Regions from separate parts of the Hordeum vulgare genome. Here all the other regions are linked to region 3. The links are chromatin contacts, called in public Hi-C maps. All regions are on one chromosome and are shown on one strand. Each heading gives the region's core, a stretch centred on a gene start, on an enhancer-like site or on the middle of the called end of the contact. The rest is flanking DNA. Distances are from core to core; before and after follow the strand shown.

Region 1 (2,700 bases), core at 44-2,543, 570 kb before region 3:
AAATCAGAGAAACCATAACAAAGCTAACCTTCTTCTTGCGTTCGACCGGCAGAGATGTTTTATCAATAACATACTTGTTCACTCCCCAATAGATACCGGCAATGACGAAACCCAGCACAACCACTATGCTCATCATGCCCTTCAATGAAATAGCCCATCCGTCCACCCCTGGACCCAAATTCTGCCTCATGTTTGAGAAGTATTTCACCGTGCGACCAGAGAAGATGAGAGCCACATTGGCCCCAAGCCCGAACAGTGGGTAAAACTCTTTAGCCTCTTCAACCGTGGTAATCTATATAACAACAGTACGGGCACATGAGAAACTGTATAACTAGTACAGAATCATTTACTGCGACTGATTCTGAAACAGTAATTTATAAATTCCTACGCACACGTACTTATTAGTGGTTCACAATATTTTGGAACAACGGAGGACCCAGCAATTCTGCACAAACGAGAAGTGAGTGTACGGTGTACCTGATTGGCAAATCCCCAAAACAGGACGGAGATGACAACGCTGCCCCAGAGCTCCGCCATAACGTAGAAGAGGCAGAAACTCCAGACGCGTAGGATGGCGACGGGCCCCAGGAAGCTGGGGCCGAGCGACGCGAGGAGGCGGTCGGCGAGCGCCGTGGGGTGGATGGCGTCGCGCATAGGGTAGAGCACGTATCCGAAGACGCCGAAGAAGGCGATGAAGGGGAAGATGACGGTGTAGAAGAGCGCCTCCTTGGAGAGCACGTCGGCGAGCTTGGAGTAGAGAAGCATGAAGCCGATGGCCATGGGGAGGTTGACCCACGTCTTGAGGAAAGGGATGATCTCGGCGCTGCTCCCCTTGGCGGTGACGACGAGCACGTCCTTGGTGTCCCTCAGGATGGTGTAGTTGAAGAGGATACAGAAGAACATGAGACCCAGGGGCACGATCTTCTTGAGCGTGAGCGCGTCCACGCCCAGGAACTTGCGGGAATTGTCCGGCGCATCGCCGGGCACCGGCGCGGGGGAAGCGACGGAGGCGGCGCGGGGAGGCCTGAGGCACGGGCGGAGCGGGAGCGCGGCGGGCTGGCGGAGAGGGGTCGGGATGGTGGGGAGGCGGAGAGGCGTGGCCGCGAGGCGGCGGTGGCGGAGGAGGTGGACATGGGCCGCGGAGGGGAGGGCCGGGAGGCGAAGGCGGTGGCTTGCGACGAGGCCGGACTCCATGGGGGCTAAAATTCTCGGGATGGAGGATGGAGGAGATAAGGGTGAGGGGCTCGGGCAAAGCAGGGGTTTGCGCAGGGGAGGGTTCTTTCTTATACCACTCCTCTCATGCCCCGCTGCCACTACTCGCGAGAGATTAGAGAAGATGCCAGTGGCTTAGTGCGAAATTGGTATTATCCGACCTACCTTAATTGTGGTTAGGGCATCTCTACCAGATGTCTTAGGGCAACTGGAGCGCGTCGACACATTTTTATCGCCCGCACCTTCATGAGTCGAAACAGCTCGAAAAAGAAGCCAACATTCCGACCCAAATAGAACGTACTATCTGATTTTTTTCGCCTGCAATCCATTTCTAATTTAAATTTAAGTTGGATTTAAAACAATATAGATACGATGCGGATGCGCGCGACACCTCTCCTGTTCTCTGCCTGCCCCTCAGTCGGTGGCACATCCACCCATCCCCCCTCTCTCAAAACCATCCCGCCCTCTCGCCATGGCCGACACATCAAACCCCTCTGTCGTTGTGTCCGTCAAGCCCTGCCCCTGCGCAAGGAGCTCACGCCGAAGCAACAAGCCATATAGTCGGAGAAAAGGGTTGGTCGAAGGAAGGTCGAGGCCGACAAAAGAGAAGACGCCACCGCCGCTCGATAGGAGGCCATCATTAAGGAGAGTGAGGCCCTCGTCGCCAAGGCCACGAGTGGGACCTTCAGATGCCAGGGTTCCCTCACGGCGAGCATGGCTCTTCGGCTGCCCGCCCGCCATGGCCGGAGTCGTCACGCACCTCCACCACGCCGCAACCGCATGGCTTCCCTCCCCAGCACGAGTCGGGTGCATCCCGCCTCTCCACCTCACTCAGGGACTGCTCGTGTGTAACAGAGTGTGATCGTGTCGACCACCGCCGTGAACGTGGCCATCGACCTCAACGCCACACCTGTGCCCGATGGGTCGTCCATTGGGACGAAAAGGAAGCGGTCGAGGGAGATCCCTATGGTCAACCTGGTCGACGCTTGCAACCTGTTTGACAATACGTTGGCCTAGATGGTGACATATGATGACCCGACCAGTGATTTCATCATGGAGAACACCATTTTCGGGGGTGGCCTAGACTTCGATGCCGGCGAAACCCAAAGGCAGGACGGCCGTGACCACTTCACGCAAGGCCAGGAGGGCATGGTTGGCACCTTCATGGAAGGCCAAGAAGACACCGACGATTAATGGCAAGATGAATACGACGAAGAGAAAGAAGATGACGTGGACATCGAGGAGGAGCCTTTGTTTTCCGATGAGATCACTCAACAAGCCAATGCACAAAAGAGGAGCTGGCAAAGTATCCGGACCAAGGCATACATAAAAGATGAGGACAAATTAATTTGCAAAGGTTGAAAGGAAATTCGAAGATCCCAAGGTCGACGCAGAGAAATAATGATCAACATTCTGGGCGAGAGTTCATACATACTTCCGTGAATGTAGGAAGTTCCCATCCTATAAGTTTGAGAGCAATCATGGGTG
Region 2 (2,700 bases), core at 112-2,611, 610 kb after region 3:
TAACCACACTCAAAATCATGTGGTTGAGAATTATCAGAATCACATAACTTGATTTATCAAGATACTTCCATTTGTGTTACTCAATACCTACATGTTATATGAAGAGCAATATCATAAATCACATTGCTCAGAAATTACTTGTCCTCTGGATTATAGAAAGTTGAGGAAATAATTTGCAAACAAAATATTGTGATAATCCAACAGATTATACACAATCTCATGTCAATGGCATTGGTATGAGACATACTCCATATTTATAAAGTTCAGGGGAGTAATCTCCCAGACTATAACCTATTAACAATCATCAAATTGCATATATTGTACTCTTTTTCCCTTGATGAGTTTTTCCTAACGGTTTCTCATAAAAGGTTTTTAATGAGATAATATAAACACAAGTATCTATATATGCCATATCATTTTCTCCTTATATTTTTTCCACTGGGTTTTAAAGGAGTTTTCAATGACATGTACGATTGCACTATTTTCCCTTATGAGTTTTCTCTCGAGTTTCTCATAATGGTTTTTAGTGAGGCAATATCTTCTCAAAGATCATATGTTATACTTTCTATTTTCCCTATCAAGGTTTTTAAAGGGAGTACTCAAGACATAATTATTGTTCTCTAAACTCAAAGATGTTTTTTCTCCTTCTTCAAAGGTTTTCTCATATGAGTTATCAAGAGACAATAATCATTATATGTTGCATCATTTTCTCCTTATTTTTCCCATTAGGTTTAAAGGAGTTTCAGCAACGTATCTACACTATTCTCCTCATATTTTCCCCACAGGGTTTTTGGAGGAGACTTTAAAGATTATACAACAATTTCTCAAAATAAAGATGATGAACATTCTCGAAGGCAATCACATACAAGGAGGAGTCTTTATCAACATGATATATATTATAAAGACAAGCATTGATTAGGGCGAGTGTTAGGAATAAATTAATTAGGAGATAATCCCTGCTTATGTCGGTTGCTTAGATTGGCCACTGCTTCTTGTAAACCGCCTTTGCACCGGGGTATATATACCCAAAACTTCAACCAATGAGATGACTGTCCATCATTTGCTCTCTCTCTCTCTTTCTTTTATTCTTTCACAGAAACCACTGTGTTTTGTTTAAATACTCAGGTAATATTCGCGGATGTCGTTACATCGCGTTCAAAAGCTGGCCGGCCGTTCCGCCGGAAAACTCCAATCGCTGGCTTGCTCCCACCACGTTCTCTCCGTTCCAAAGCATGGAATCAGGCACAGCTGTCACAGACACCCCACGCACAGCCCACCGAACCAGCGCATGCGAGGCCCCACGTGGCCGCGGAACAGATCGCCCTTACGGGTACATTAAACTGTACCCAACTAAACAGCCTAGTCAGACGCGGGCGCCCCGGTCGTCGCCCCACCATCCAGCCGTCCGTCGCGAGCCGCCGGCTGCATCCAAGCTGGCCGTCCCAGTCGCCGACGGGTGGGCCACCACGAGGTTCCCCCCTCGTGCCATCTATTAAACGCCGACTTCCGTTTCGCTTCTCTCCCTCCCCCTCCCGTGTTGTTCGCGACGGCAAGGTCAGGAGAGAGACGAGTGCGGCGCCAGAAGGCGGCAACCGCGGCGGCGGCGGAGGAGGAGGACCCGGCGCCGTCTCCGAGGCGGAGTCCGGTGGCACTGATCGTCGCTCCGGCCATTTGAGCGGTATGCTTCGGGATCCGTCTCTGTCATTTCCGTTCTGAATTACTCTACATACCGTAATATTATTATTATTATTATTACCGGCCGTGGACTGTTTCGTGGGTGGCCGAGGGAGGGAGGGAGGCGGCCATGAACTCGAAACGCATCTCGATTCGCACCTTCGTTCCGGGGGAATACAAGATTCGTTTTGCCGTCTAGAATTAACTAGGGGTTAAAAGTTTCAGCTGCCAGATCTCGCATTTTGAATTTCTTTCCGCCGTTTTCTCTGGCCCGGCGTAATCTCCGTTTCCTGGATCCACAGGGGCACCATGTCCATGGAGGACAGCACGCCGCCGGCCGGTGCCAACGCCGGCGAACGCGCGAGCTCGCCGTCGCCGTCGCGTCGCCTGCCGGACTTCCTGCAGTCGGTGCGGCTCAAGTACGTTAAGCTGGGGTACCACTACCTCATCACCCACGGCATGTACCTCCTGCTGACCCCACTCATCGTGCTCATCGCCGTCCACCTCTCCACGCTCTCTCCGGGCGACGTCGCAGACCTGTGGACGCACCTCCGCTTCAACCTCCTCTCCGTCATCGCCTGCTCCACGCTCCTCGTTTTCCTCTCCACCGTCTACTTCCTCACCCGCCCGCGCTCCGTCTACCTCGTCGACTTCGGTTGCTACAAGCCCGGCCCGGAGCGCCGGTGCTCGCGTGACACCTTCATGCGCTGCTCCAAGCTCACAGGCAACTTCACCGAAGCTAACCTCGATTTCCAGCGCAAGATCCTTGAGCGCTCCGGTCTCGGCGAGGACACTTACATCCCTCCTGCCTTGGTCACCGTGCCGCCCAACCCCTCCATGGACCTGGCGCGCCAGGAGGCGCAGGTCTGCATGTTCGGTGCCATCGACAACATGCTTGCCAAGACCGGGGTGAAGCCCAAGGACATTGGGATTCTTGTTGTGAATTGCAGCCTGTTCAACCCGACGCCGTCACTGTCCGCCATGGTGGTGAACCATTACAAGCTGAGAGGGAACATAATCAGCTAC
Region 3 (2,700 bases), core at 76-2,575:
AAATAATTGATAATTTTTTTAACTGAATTAAAAAATGAATTTAATGAATATATTTGAGAATTGATGAACAAATATTGAATTTGATTAACATTGTTTTTAACTCCGTGAACAAGTTAATGATGACATTTTTTAAACCGATGAACAAACTTTGAATTCGATGAATAATTTTTGTTCAAAAGGTGAAAATTGTAAAGAAGAACAATATAAAATGAAAAAGAAGACAAAAAAGGAAAGAAAAAAAACAGAAAAAAGAAAAGGAAGGAAAAACGAAAGGAGAAAAATCCCCACAAGGGGGTCGGCACATAAGACACCCGCGCGTGAGGTCGGTAAGCGCTAGGTTGCTCCCGGGTAACACTTGCGGAAAATAGGATTCCAAGGATTTTCCGTCCTATTTTGAAACTTCAACGTCACGTAATTTGTGCAACGCCCGTAGCTCCCCTTCAGGCTGGTCGTAATGCTAGTATCATAAGTAGTATCATGCATATCAACTAGACATATTTGATAAGGTAGCATAAAATTAAATAAAGAAAAAAGGGATTAAGTATCATATTATGATACCGTATCATATTAAATGTTGTGCTACTATGTATCATACATGGCAATAAATAAACTGTTCTATGATACTATTATATAATACTATGCATTACGAACATAGTATCATATAATAGTATCATATGCATGATGCTAATATATGACACTCTCCATTACAACCAGTTTCATGAGATGCAGCCCGATCGTGCTGCCTCTACTAATTATTCTCATTTAACCGTTCAAAGATTTGCCCATTAACCAATTGACTAGTTGCCCTCTGACCCATTCACTAATTTGATTGGTGACCAAATTAAACGTCAGCTTTTCCAGATGTTCATTGAAACAAAAAAAGTTTGTGCATTTGGAACAAGATCACAAATTCGAAAAGTTATGAATTCGGAAAAGGTTTGAGATTTTAAACTTGAAAAAAGTTTGTGACCTATGAAAAAGTTGCGATCCGTGAAATAAAAAAATGTTTACGCATCTGGAATAAAGTTCCCTTATCAACAAAAGTTTAGGATTTTTTTAAAATAAGAAAGTTCACTCACTTGAAAAAGGTTTCACGATTGAAGAAAAAAGGAATAAACTAGCCAAAGAAAAAGCGGCTAAACAAACACAAAAACACCAGAAGCACAAAACCGACCAAAAGCTAATAGAAGTTTTCCAAAACCTTGGAAAAATAGGAGTGGGCCTCCCCGCTCGATCGTCACGTCTGCACGTAATGCTTTGTATGAGCGGATCCACATATAATTTATCGACTAGGGTGTTGTGCGGGGTGTTTCCTATTTGACGCTACAGGCGCCCGTTAAAGTGCATTTTTGCAAACGGACGCTTGTAGCGCTCCCGCATCGGGCTGGCCCATATTCCCATTTTCCAAAGCTAAAAAAAGATCGAATGAGGGGGCTCGAACCGCCAACCTCGCCATCAGGCGTAGACGCTGGAACAATCACGCCACGCGTGCTGATACGCTATTTGTCATCTTTTTCACCTTTTCTTACTCCCTTCCTTTGTGTTTTTTCCTTTCTTCCCTTGTCCTTTTTTTCATTTCTGTTTTTATTCTTTTCCATTTTTCCTTCATCTTTCTCGTATGATGTTTCTGTTTCAAATTAATGATTTCTTTAAAAAAAATGATGAACTTTTTTTCAAATTAGTTGTATGTTTTTTCGAATTTGATGATTTGTTTTCTTAAAATTTGATGATTTTTTTTCAAACTTGATAAACTATTTTCAAATCACATGAAACTTTTTTAAATTATTTTTTACAATTTCGTTGAACATTTTTCAAGTTCGATGAACTTTTTTCAGATTTGATGGACTTTCTTTCAAATTCGGTGAACTATTTTCACATCCGAAGAAATGTTTTAATCCATTATTTTTTCAATTTCGATGAACTTTTTCAAAATTGTCGAACGTTTTTCAAATTTGATAAGTTTTTATTCAAATTTGGTGAACCTTTTCTCAAATCAGATGATCTTTTCAAAATTCATTGATTGTTCTTTCCAAAACACACGGACATTTTTCAAATTCAATGAACTTTTTTTCAAATTTGGTGAACTTTTTCAAACTCGACGAACTATTTTGAAATTGGATATTTTTTAAAATCAGTTTTTCTATTCCGTTGAATTTTTTTTAGGTTCGATGAACTTCTTTCAAAGTTGATGGACTTTTATTCAAATTTGATGAACTATTTTCAGATTCGATGAACTTTTTTAAAAGCCATTAACCTTTTCAAAACTTTTTTCCTTTTATTTAAAATTCGTGAACTTTTTTTCTAAATCTGTGAACTTTTTTGAAACCGGTGAAATTTTTTGAGAATCGATGAACATGTCTTAAAATTCGCGATTTTTTTTCTAAATCTATGAACTTTTTTTAGTTCGGTGTACTTTTTTGATAATCGATTAACATATTTTAAAATTCTTGAAGTTTTTTGAAAATCGATGAACATATTTTAAAATCATGAAATTTTTTCAAGATTAATGACCTGTTTTTGTTCAAATTTGATGAACTTTTTTCAAATTCAATATTGTTTCCTAACATTTATGAATTTTTTTAATTTCAATGATTTTTGGCTTAATATGTCATTGTTTTAAAGTTTGTGAACACTTTTTAAAAGTCCATGAATATTTTTGAATTAATGAATTATTCTTTTTTTCAAGCCAACAGTTGGCTA
Region 4 (2,700 bases), core at 158-2,657, 740 kb after region 3:
TCTCGGATGGTGCTGACCAGGGACAGTGACAAAATTACCTGGGGTATGAATGGGAATGGGAAGTTTAGCACTAAGTCCATGTATAGGTGGTTAGAGAAACCACTACATGGGTGTCATTATAGATGGATTTGGAAGGCAAAAATGCCTTTGAAAATTAAGATTTTTATGTGGCAGATGTCTCAAGATGCGGTGTTGACTAGAGATGTGATGAAAAGGAAAAATTGGCCTGGGAATCCTTGCTGTTCTTTTTGTCGTTAAAAGGAAACTTCCCAACACCTTTTCTTTACATGTCCTGTTGCTAGGGGCGTGTGGAGGTCGATTTGGGTCACCTTGGGGACTGACAGTTGTCCTAATTCCTACTGGTAATATTATTCTTGGTGCAATGCTTTTTTACCTGCTGGTGGAAAATATTATACGGTGGGGCTTGCAGCTGTATGTTGGGCTCTTTGGTTGGCCAGGAACAGAGCTACTTTTGAAAGTAAATTGATCAAAACTCTCTTTGAGATTATTTTTTCAATGTGTTCATTCCTTCTATATTGGGCAGGATTGCAGCAGGAGGGCGACGCAGGAGAGCTACGTTCTGGTGCGGAGTTGGTGAGGACTAATACCATGCAGTTGATGAAGCGCTGCGAGACAGCGAGGCAGGGGATCGCAGGAGGATGAACGCGCTGTCCTTTGATGATCTGTGGGGGATATCCTGCTAGTTGTTAGCTCGTATATTTGGTCAAGTTCTATGCGTGCGATTTTGCTGTATTAGAGACTGCTTTTCCCTGCTCTGCTTTGATTAGTGGCTTTCAGGCTATGGCAGTCGGTTCGATGGCGAGCGGCTGTTCCATAGATGAGAGCTGGTAGTCTGCGAGAGCATGTTGGCGTATCCAGTACTTTTCTCTGTTTTTGTGTTGGCAAAACTTTGTGGTACTGCTGTATTTCCGTTTGAAGTAATGGAAAAGGGTGTTATGCTCGGTTCAAAAAAAATTTTATCGGGCCGGGTCGGGTTCAGGCCGAGCTTGGCAAAGCCTGAAGAAAGATCCCACATCCAAGCCCGACCCGGCCCGGCCCGAAGCACATAAACAACAACATTTTTAAATTAAATTAATCTTATTCATTATATTATATAAATTATTATACCTATATTTTAAATTAAAAACATTTATATGTACATTTTTAGCTTCATTCAGGATTTCGGGCCGGGCTTCACGCAAGAAAGTGGAGCCCGAACCCGGCCCAAATGTTGGGATTCGGGTTCGAGCCTTCGGACCGGGTTGTTCATGGACAGATCTACTTGGTTCCATAATGTAAAACTTTTTTTCCACACTAGGCTCTCTATCCACACACCTCCTCACCGACTTGGCCTCACATCCTCGCAGGAACGGACTATATAAAGCAAGGAACGTACCGAGCCAGCGGCATCTAGACCCAGCCCAAACAACCCTCTCCGCTTCCGGCCCGAGGAGAAAAAAAAAACTTTCTTCTTCCGCCGCAAGAAGAAGAGGCCGAGGAATAAAGCTTTCGTCGAGCGCAGGGAGAAGAAACCCAACCAAACCCCGGGGATGGCGACGGTGGCGATGGACATCTCGAAGCCCCCGCCGGCCGCGTCCGGCGACGAGTCGGCCAAGGGCGCGCGTGGCGGAGGGGAGGGGCTGCGGCAGTACTACCTGCAGCACATCCACGACCTGCAGCTCCAGATCCGCCAGAAGACCCACAACCTCAACCGCCTCGAGGCCCAGCGCAACGACCTCAACTCCCGAGGTACCTTACTCGATTCTCCACCTGGCGCCTCCCCCAAACCCTAGCGATGGCGCCTTTTTGCGTGAACCATTGGATCGCGTCAGTCGAAACCCTAGCTTACTCTGTGCACGTAATCTTAGCAAAATGCGGAATATTTAGTCTCGTCACTGGGCAAACGGTGATTGGCTGTGCCGATATGTAGAAATTCTCAAAAGAACCACCTTTTGTTAATAATAATCTAGCTTTGAAGATGCCCTGTTATTTTCTAGTTATTGTGATTTTGTTTTGATACAAAAACATGCAGCGAATTGCTCATATTATGGGCGTACTCCCTCTCGGCTGACTGCGTTTCAGTTACTAGTGGTACTCCTGTATTTCTGTGATAATCCTGTTGCATGAACGTTCATGGTTGCGAGGAACGGAACACTGTTTATCTTTTGCCCAAATCTTTCTCTCCAATAGCTAGATTCTCCCAATTGTACCCATTTATTTAATGTTGCTTTTTTTGTTGTGAGAAATTTGTGTTTTTGTTACTCTAATGCATACTCTTGGTACCAATAGTCCAAAACATGACTATTCCTCAATAAACAAATTTTCCTAATTTTATGCGTTTACTATTGCTTTTTTGTGAGAAATTTGCGCTTTTTGCTACTCTAATGCATGCATACTATTGGTAGTTTGGTACCAATAATCCAAAATATGACTATTCTTGAACAACTGGACTGTGCAATTGATTAAGCGATCTTTCTGTTGCCCTATTTTTTATGTCCCATGACGATGTCTATCAGCTTAGCAATATTGCCTTGTACCATAATGATGCCTATTAAGGATTCAAGTTATTTTTTCCTATCTTGGTTCAAGGTTTGGCACTTCTTTTTTGCTTGAGCTAAATTCATTTAGTGCTTCCCTCTAAATTGTCTCATTTTTTATTTATTTGCAGTTAGAATGCTCAGGGAAGAGCTACAGTTGCTC

Evidence for each region. Hi-C and Micro-C count contacts between places; a contact is called where the count stands out from the background.
Region 1: a Hi-C map of leaf shows a contact between it and region 3, with 2.6 times the contacts expected there. The contact joins the promoter of LOC123401970 here to the enhancer-like site in region 3. A contact is called at or near these places in 2 of 6 Hi-C or Micro-C datasets (leaf and seedling).
Region 2: a contact with region 3 is called in a Hi-C map of leaf, with 2.9 times the contacts expected there. The contact joins the promoter of LOC123401289 here to the enhancer-like site in region 3. A contact is called at or near these places in 4 of 6 Hi-C or Micro-C datasets (leaf, seedling and an unstated tissue) and 1 of 1 datasets of contacts at active chromatin or transcription factors (embryo).
Region 4: a Hi-C map of leaf shows a contact between it and region 3, with 2.7 times the contacts expected there. The contact joins the promoter of LOC123401343 here to the enhancer-like site in region 3. A contact is called at or near these places in 3 of 6 Hi-C or Micro-C datasets (leaf and seedling) and 1 of 1 datasets of contacts at active chromatin or transcription factors (embryo).

What each region holds. Positions count from the first base shown.
Region 1 is chr6H:178,733,699-178,736,398 of MorexV3_pseudomolecules_assembly, forward strand. LOC123401970 (plastidic ATP/ADP-transporter-like) reads right to left here and starts at 1,294. Exons shown (of 5, transcript XM_045095836.1): 1 at 478-1,294; 2 at 29-292. The coding sequence starts at 1,194.
Region 2 is chr6H:179,913,773-179,916,472 of MorexV3_pseudomolecules_assembly, forward strand. LOC123401289 (3-ketoacyl-CoA synthase 11-like) reads left to right here and starts at 1,362. Exons shown (of 2, transcript XM_045095063.1): 1 at 1,362-1,678; 2 at 1,977-2,700. The coding sequence starts at 1,984.
Region 3 is chr6H:179,300,971-179,303,670 of MorexV3_pseudomolecules_assembly, forward strand. No RefSeq gene overlaps it. Among protein-coding and RNA genes, the nearest start is that of LOC123403020, 95 kb to the left of the region's middle. Within about 2 kb of position 1,326, at least 2 of the 3 cell types and tissues checked have open chromatin away from gene starts, as enhancers often do. A contact at or near this core is called in leaf, where this site is marked.
Region 4 is chr6H:180,036,999-180,039,698 of MorexV3_pseudomolecules_assembly, forward strand. LOC123401343 (26S proteasome regulatory subunit 8 homolog A-like) reads left to right here and starts at 1,408. Exons shown (of 9, transcript XM_045095126.1): 1 at 1,408-1,749; 2 at 2,669-2,700. The coding sequence starts at 1,551.